Regions from separate parts of the Mus musculus genome. Here region 2 is linked to region 1. Evidence: chromatin contacts called from public Hi-C data. All regions are on one chromosome and are shown on one strand. The core of a region is the stretch at or near the end of the contact, and the rest is flanking DNA. Distances in the headings are between cores, read along the strand shown. Region 1 has its middle 34 kb from the start of Gm30483. Region 2 has its middle 20 kb from the start of Plekhf1.

The links. Hi-C and Micro-C count contacts between places; a contact is called where the count stands out from the background.
Region 2: a Hi-C map of cardiomyocytes shows a contact between it and region 1, with 3 times the contacts expected there. The contact joins two enhancer-like sites. A contact is called at or near these places in 3 of 15 datasets of contacts at CTCF or cohesin (the NIH/3T3 cell line, large pre-B cells and pro-B cells), 7 of 484 Hi-C or Micro-C datasets (the C10 cell line, the G1E-ER4 cell line, the HPC-7 cell line and 4 more) and 6 of 115 datasets of contacts at active chromatin or transcription factors (T-cell acute lymphoblastic leukemia, astrocytes, embryonic brain and 3 more).

The regions. Positions count from the first base shown.
Region 1 is chr7:37,359,199-37,363,770 of GRCm38.p6, reverse strand. It overlaps a transcript of Zfp536 not described here. Among named protein-coding and RNA genes, the nearest start is that of Gm30483, 34 kb to the right of the region's middle. Within about 2 kb of position 1,475, at least 76 of the 459 cell types and tissues checked have an H3K27ac peak or open chromatin away from gene starts, as enhancers often do.
Region 2 is chr7:38,205,513-38,209,736 of GRCm38.p6, reverse strand. No RefSeq gene overlaps it. Among named protein-coding and RNA genes, the nearest start is that of Plekhf1, 20 kb to the left of the region's middle. Within about 2 kb of position 2,911, at least 39 of the 459 cell types and tissues checked have an H3K27ac peak or open chromatin away from gene starts, as enhancers often do.

The sequences.
Region 1 (4,572 bases), core at 226-2,725:
CGTCTTCTCCCTTTGAAATGGATAGTGCACTTTTTAAACAGCTTGCTCCTCCACAATCAGTTTCAGAAAACAGGATCCGGTTTCCAGGCCCCTCGTGCAGATTTCTTAGCACAAAGTGGTGTCTTTTATCGTCTAAAGTACAGTACAGTAATGCCTTCACCCTCACTTGGGAAAATACAGTCAGACACACACACACACACACACACACACACACACACACCAATAGTTCATGTGATATTTGAACTGATTATGAATAAAATCCACCTCTTGCTCTCTATTCTTTTATTGATGTGTGTGTGTGTGTGTGTGTGTGTGTGTGAGAGAGAGAGAGAGAGAGAGAGAGAGAGAGAGAGAGAGAGAGAGAGAGAAACCTTTGAAGCCTAAAATTCTCAGGATGGTGCCTAAACACCCTGTAAGTTACTTAAAGGGACATAACATAGCAGCCTGTGCGCATGCCCTAGCCAGCGTTCTAAGGCCCTTCTAAATATTTACTTTAGAGAGAAATAGCCTCTCCTAATATTATTATGTCCGGGCTTGCTAGATTTCCATGCAGCAGGCCTGATCCCACCATCTGTAAAGTTCTAGGTTTTTTGTAATACTTCTAAGCTGTTTCTAATCTATTTTTACTGCCTTGTTCTGTCCTGAAATGTCAAAGAGTGCAGACTAGGTCTAGGAATTAACATGACAGTTAAGAAACTTGGCAAGGCTTTACAGCAGATTGTGACATTAACGGAACACAAAGGGGCAAGGCAGGATTAACGTTAATGCTCGCTTGCAGACACTATAAAAATCTATATGTCCGCGATCAGGGAATTGAAAAATAGGCTGCGTTTTAGGACAGCACTATTAAAGACAGATCTTTACAGCGAAGGGAGAGTTCCATATGAAAAGCACGTTACAGGGAAATAGTGCCCTGGTCCCTTCTGGAAAGTACAACAGGTTTGCGTCCTAGGTCAAGTAGGCATACAGCTCACTATGGCTGCCAATCCCCCCCCCAGTACCACCCCCCCCCTGCCCACACCCCTGGTTTCTTTAATCTGCGGTGAAACTGCCTTGGAAGCACTAATAGCATCCGCAGTCCCCCACCCCACCCCCCAGCCCCGGCACCCCCCTCCACCCCCACCCCCCATCCCTGGCCCCCGGCCCCAGCACCGCCCCGGCCCCAGCTGTGGAAGAGATCCTTTGATAGATGTACCTAGAAGCGGGATCATTTGTTTAGATTCTCAGATTGAAAAAATAAATCACATAGGGCCAACTTTTAATTTCATTTTAGGAAGGTTTCAAAGAACTGTATGCAGGAAGGCGTGCTGAGTCGTTCTCTCTCTCTCTCTCTCTCTCTCTCTCTCTCTCTCTCTCTCTCTCTCTCTCTCCCTTAATTCTTCCGTGGTGATTGTATAAACACTAATGACCTGACCTCCTTGGCGGGCTCCTGAATTCTGATTGGGGAACTAAGTCTTGGCATTTTAATCATGTGACTGCACCCACAGGGAAGGGTGGACGGAGCTGGTGCCGCTTACAGGCTCCCCGGGGTGCAGACTCCAAATCCCGGACCCACTCTTCTGGTCCGCATGACCTCAGGGCAGTTTAGCAACTTCTCTGGACCTCAGAGTCTTCCCTCCGGAGTGGAGGAAACAAATGTGTACCCACAAGGGAGTGTGTGCCTGTGAAGTCCCGGCGTACAGTAACTGCCGGCGCAGTTATTTTTGTTCCTTTGTTTTTAATTGGAGTGGAGTGGTAAGAATCTGTGAGGGTAGGGAGGGCGGAGGGGAGTCCTGGCCTTTAAACACAGTCTACTCCCCACGGAGTCAGCGCAGCTGCTATCAAAGAAACCTTTCTTCTAGAAAGATCTCTGATCCCATGTGTACTCTGGCCGCCTCCCTCCAGGGAGGCTGGGGGCTGAAACACAGCTGCTAGCTCAGATCTTTGGCCTGTCTGCTTTGCATGCCAGCACCCCAGGCCTCTGTTTATCCACCTGTAAATAGGGCACACTAGCACCTCCTACGAGTTGAGAATAAAACCAGTCAGCCAATAGGAAGTTCTGTGGGTTTAAAAGAGTGTGGATCCAAAAGGAATCAGAGTCCGTATTTGACAGAGATGTCTGAAAGCCTATGGCCATTGCTGCACTGCAGCTGATGCACGGGGCCAGCTTAGGTGCCTACCAACAGGAGAACAGGGAAAGACCACGTGAGATACACACACAGTAGAGTGTTAGTCGGTCATAAAGAGAAAATGGAAACACGTTCCCTGCAGAAGGAAAGCGGATGAAGTCAGAGGTTGTCATGGTCAGTGAAATAAGCCAGATACAAATAAATATACAATGTTGGCTCTCATGTGGAATCTAGAACAAAAATGTATAGGAAAAATAGAAAAGGGGTATAGATAATAGCAAGGAATAAGAAGGAAGGGTGAAAGAGCTGTCAAGGGGGAAATAGAACACACTCACCTATGGAGTTAATATACATTCTTTTAAAAAGAGAAAAAGATCCAAAGTGATGATAAGTAAGCAAGCCCCTTTTGCTAAGGTGGGGCAATATTTAAAAATAACAGCTAGTAGCTCTGGCTGTCCTAGAGCTAGCTCTGCAGAGCAAAATGGCTTCAAACTCAGAGTTCCGCCTGCCTCTGCCTGGGATTAAAGGTGTTTGCTACCACATGGGAATTGTGGGAGGTTTTGTTTTGTGTTGTGTTTGTTTGTTTGTTTCCAGGGCTGTTATGGGGATAGCTATGCCCCTCTGTCTATGCAGGACAGGGCCCACCTAGGCAGCCCATCTCAGCTTAAACACATGGCCCAAGAGGCTAAGAGAAGCTTGTCTGGTGCGGTGTTCTGCAGGGTCATTGCTGGCTTGCTGATGTCTCTGGGAGTGTCCCTGCAAACGTTGACTGATTCAGCCTAGGTGGCTTGTCCCCAGAAAGGGATGACACTGAGCCCAGTGTTTCAAAGCGATCTGGAGCAACGGTCCCTCACACCAGGGCCCAAGGACCAAGTAAGATTTTATGCCACCCCTGCTCACAAAGTTCTCCCTACAAGCACCCCGTGATCCCCATTAGCAACAAGGACTTTGCGACCTACTAGTCTGAGGTGAAGAAGCTGAGGGGCGGGAGACATCGTTGGCCAGGAACACATGGTGCCTGTCTGAACACACGCTTTAGATGTGCGTATATGCATTTGCTCACTCGGCTCACTCTTCTCCCAGGTGACCCTCCTAGCTGTAGGTGTGAACCCCTTCCCCTGCCCTCAGCGTCTACCTTAGCTTCTTCTCTGGTGTCTCAGGCTTCTATGACTGAGTTTATGCTCATATCCCAGACTCGCTGGGCTGCATATGTCCATTCCCTCCCATCCCACCTCCCACCTTCACCCCCCAATGGCTTTTTATCCTGGGGAATGCTGTCAAAGCCAGCTGCACTTACATGGTGCCACCAGTAGATGGCAGCATCTGCACAGCAGTGAAATCCATGTTTTTTGGGTTTTTTTTTTTTTTTCCCCTGCTCACTGGAAACTCCAGGGCAGCAGTTCTCAACCCGTGGGTCTCCATCTCCCAGAGACTATCTGAAAACACAGATATTTACATTAAAATTCATAACAGCAGCAAAATTGCAGTTACCAAGAAGCAACGGAACAATTTTATGGCTAGGGGTCACCACAACATGAGGAACTGTGTTAAAGGGTCACAGCATTAGGAAGGTTGAGAACCACTGCTCTAGGCCTTCTGAACCTAGAATGTTCCAGCAACAGCCTTGGGTCCATATAGTCCCACAAGTAAGGTGAGAGGGAAGCTGGAGACATCACTGGTCTAGCAACCTCTGTCTCGGAATCAAGGCAGGGACACATCTTTTAATTTTTTTAGGGGAGAGATTTGCTCCCAGTTAAAAACCTGGGACATATTTCAGAACACACCAGCTCATCTCCCTGAGAAGCCAGAAGATGTGAGCCCCAGGACTTGAGCCTGCTGAGCCTCCGTGAGATGAGCTGAATGTTCACACCCTGTGCCACACAGCTCTCGGGCTCGGAGCCACAATGGTGTCTCCTGTTCTCCCAGATGCTAACCTCGTCAGTATCTTCCAATGCCATAGCAACAGCTATTTACTGGTGGATTCCAGGCTCCCCGGCACTGGTTGCTTCTCCATGCTGCAGTTCACAGGGACACCCACTGGCAGCTACCACTTGCCCAATAGCACATTGGAAGGCCTGACTCTTGCGTTTCTAGTTGTGTCCCCCAGGGAACGCTGTCCTCACCAGGAACAGGCATAGTGGAGGAGGATATGACAACAGAGCCCTGCCCAAGCCCCGTAGCAGGGTTGATTGAAGCAACTGACAAAGGCTGTCTAAAACCATGTTGGATATGGGCTCTCCCCCACACACACACACACCAACACAAAAGCAATTTGCTAACCTATTTGCTATAACAGTAACTGCTGAGCAAGTGTGGCTCAGCAAGGCTCAATGTGCTCAGAGCTGCAATTGCAATTTAAACCTAAGCCTTGTAAGGTATGACTTATCACTAGCCTCATTTCACATGCTCAGAGAGGTTAAGACACTTATCAAAAGTTGCACAGCTGGTTAACTGCATTGGCAGA
Region 2 (4,224 bases), core at 1,662-4,161, 840 kb before region 1:
CTCCCTCATGAGTGTCTATCTGAGCCCAAGGTCATGCTGGGGCCAGGCCTGCCTCCTAAGGGACAGTGAATGTTTGTGGGGCACTTAAGCAATGGGAAAAGGGATCAAATCACCTCCTGGCTGTCCCATCTTTTGTTTATTCATTCAACAAACATCTGCTGAGATAGAACTGGAGCTTCAGCTGTTAACTAAACAGGCAAAGCTCCCTCCTGGGCCTCACTGGTGAAGGGAGAGGAACAGGACACACAAGTTAGAAGTCTGCTATGGAAGGAATCCAGGGAATTGAACCCCAAACAACTATGTATCCTGGTGATCATTCTAAAGTAATGGCCTTTGGAGAGCGATAGATACTGTGTGAAGTGTCCTAGCATGCTATCTCAGCTAGAGAAAGGCCTTTAAGCCATTCCCAAGCTATACACACACACACACACACACACACACACACACACACACACACACACACACACACAGAGTTCATCTGGCTTGGTTCTTCTCCCGAGGTTCATTCAGTTTCTAGAGGAAGCTGATCACTAACTATCACCTGATGTCATTCCCACAGACCCAGATTTTCACATTCCCAACTCCTGACCTCTGGGCCACCTGGCTTTGCGTAACTAAGCTTCTGTGACTGTCACCGCTGTGTCAGTCTCTTTTCATTTCATTCTAGGGAGCCCTGTGGGAAAAGCAGGAGAGTTCTGCCTTTGCCCCTCCACTATCCACTACACTCTATATCTCCAGGATCTTCCACAGTGCCAAGAAGATTTCCTGCAAAGAGGGACTGTGATGTTTGTAAGGCACATGACTGTCCCTATGAGTTTAGCCCGGCCGGTATGCTTTTATAACTTATTAAATTGAAGAGATTATCTCAACATTTGTTCTCTGGATACAGATGTTTTCATTGGGTGGAGAGAGGCAATGTGCCTGTTAATGTTTCTCAGCTCAACACAAGCTTGGGTCATCTGGAAAGAGGGAACTTTGAAGAGTTGCCTCATCAGACTAGCCTTTGGGCATGTCTGTGGGAATATTTTCTTTTTCTTTTCTTTCTCTTTTTCTTTTCTTTTCTTTTCTTTTCTTCTCTTTCTTTCTTCCTTTTCTTTTCTTTTTTTTCTTTTTTTTTTGTTGTTGTTTGTTTGTTTGCTTGCTTTGTGAGATGGGTTTCTCTGTGTAGCCTTGGCTGTCCTGGAACTTGCTCTGTAGACCAGGCTGGCCTCGAACTCACTAAGATCTGCCTTCCTCTGCCTCCTGAGTGCTAGAATTAAAGGCATGAGCCACTGCTGCCTGGAAGAAATATTTTCTTAATTAACAATGGATATGAGAGGGCCCAACCCACCATGGGTGGCATCATCTGAGGCAGGTGTGTCTGCGTTGTATGAAACAGCAAGCTGAGTGGGCGTGGAGAGCAAACGAGTAGGCAGAACTCCTTCATGGCCTCTGCTTCAGCTCCTGAAGGTTCCTCCCCTAGATCCTCTTCATGGTGGACTATAAGTTCTACCCTGCAATAAACCCTTTCTTTCTCAAGTTGCTTTCGGTCATGGTGTTTATCACGGCAACAGGAAGCTAACCGGGTCAGGCAGGTACAGTACCATGTTTACAGAGGCTAAGTACTGTGGGAAAAGAACAAGACAGGGAGGGAGATGCTGAAGCTGTGGTTTCAGGTGGAGTAGTTAGAAATAAACAGGCAGATTCCCAGTAAAGGAGCTGGCATGGCTTTACCCTTCAGTGTGTACTGTAGGAGAGAGCCTCTGCACCAGAGAAAGCATCAGGAGAGATGTGGCCACATGCATGGGGGAGTGAGCCACTATGTACAGCAAGATGGAGAGGTTGAAGGGAAGAGCCCCTCAAGTCCCCTAAACAAAAGGAACTCTTACTCTTAAAGCTTTTCAGGGAAGGTGGGAACTTCTGCATCACGTGACTTATCCTGGCCCAGTCTATGTACCAAAGAACAACGGAGGCAGGTATAACCATAAGGTTATCTTGCAGTTGCAAGGGGAAGGAGCTGAGCTTGGTTTCCACAATCCTTTTGTGGAATTCCCCACCTTTCCTCTGACTTAATCTATGAGCAACCACTCCCTCCACTGAAATCTGCTCAGAAAATGCTTCCAGGGCCCTTGTCTTAGTTACTTTCTGTTGCTCTGATAAAACACCATGACCAAGTCAACTTACAAAAGAAAGAGTTTATCAGGGCTTCTGGTTCCAGAGTGCTAAGAGGCTGTCATGGTGGGCAAGTGGCAGTCACGGCAACTGGAATAGCTATGAGAACTCAAATTCTGAACCACAGGCAAGAAGCAGAGAGAGGGGCCAGGTGTGGTGGCATATGAACTTCAATCCCAGCACTAGGGAGGCAGAGATAAGTAGACCTCTGTGAGTTCAAGGCCAGCCTGGTCTACATAGCAAGTTGCAGGGCATCCCAGGCCATTAGACCCCATCTTGGGGGAAAAGAAGCAGAGCAAGTGTCCAGAAGCCAGGAAATGACAGCAGCATCAACGTGCATCTGGGCCAAGGAAGATGAAGTCGAGATCTAGCCCAGGTTTAGTAACATGGAGGCCAGAGATGGGGTCTTCAGTAAGATGGCTACTGGGGGACAACATAAACCCCATTTTAGGGCCAGGCCTGACTTCAAAAGGAAAGTCATCCTCTCCAAGAACTGACCATAAAACCCCCAAAGTCATCAGTCCCAGGAACTCGGCCATAAGTCACCAGCTCCAGGAACAGACCATAAATTCCGGGAACAAAGCCACAAAATCCCCCATCCAAAGAACAGCCTACAGATAACCACAAGGATGCAGAAATAATCTTATCTCAGGATGGGCTATCTGTGCTGGGACACCAGTGACACCAAGGGTATTGTATGTGGTCACCTGAAGGTGGTAACTCAGCCTTGGTTCAGGAAGGAGCAGATGTACTGTGTGCAACTCTGGCTTGGCTTGGATGTAGATAGAAAGCATGGATTCAAGGCTGGGCAGCCGTATATGGTTTGGGTATCTCATCCTGTGGTTAAACAATCATGACAGAAGAATGCAGTTCACTGACCACCTGGACACAAGCCAATCAGAAACTGACCCATGTGACATCCCTAGCACCCACCCATGAAGTTTTAGAATGCCTAACCGTAGCTAAAATTCCTCTAGTTCCCTATAAAAAGGCCTGTGCGTCTTTGTCTGGGGTCATTGTCATTTTTTTTTTAAGTGGCCGACTCCTGCATGCAGACTTCTTGCTTTCGCAAAATAAAAACACCCTTGCCAATTGCACATGGAGTGGTGGTCTCCATGTGGCACTTCTAGACTTAACTGTAGGACTATGGATTGAAAGAGACAGGCCAGGGACAGTGAGCCCTGGAAATGTCCCTTAGGAGTCCTCTCACAAAGGAAAAGAGATGGGCAGTGAGTGGCTGGGGGGCAGAGGGGCCAGGGTGGGCTTGTGCTGTGTTTTAACAGTCTTATTTTTTTAATTTAAAACATGTTTATTTTTATTGTATGTCTCTGGGTGTTTGTCCTGCATCATATATCTGCTCACCACATATGTACCTGGTCCTCATGGAGTTCAGAAGAGGGTTTTGGATCCCCAGGATCCAGTTACAGACAGGATCTCCAGTCACAGACACTCATGAGCCACCATGTGAGTGCTGAGAACTCAGTCCTTATGAAGAGCAGCCAGTACAACTCTGAGCCATCTCTCGATCCCCTAAAGGTCTTATTGAGATGTAAATCACACCTCCTAGAATACACCTACTTCCACGCTGTGACAAAATCCCCAATTGAAAAACAAGTTAGGGGAGGAAGAGTTTGCCTCTAGTTTCAGAGGATCAGTCAGCCATGATCACAGTGGGGAGAACTGAGAAACAGGAGTGGCTGCCTGCAGGGACCCTTCCTCTGCTTGTCACATGGGTGAAGGAGGAAACAAAGATCACTCACTGGAATCAGAGGAGAGGGTAACCTTAGACCAGTCTCTAGGGATCTACTTGTGTCAGCTCTGCCCACCTCACCTCCTAAAGGTTCCACAACCTCCCACATGGCACCACCAACTGGGGATCAAAGCATTGCAAACGCTTTACAGAAGCCACTCTGCGGCTTCTAGAACCGCCCTAAGATGGTGCAGACATCAATACTATACAATTTCAGGACACAGCTCAGTACACACACTGTTGACCCTCTACCAGCTGTCCCTTGTCTGGGCAGCCACTAACCTCTTTTTTACCTCAGTGGATTTACCTATTCCAGATTCATA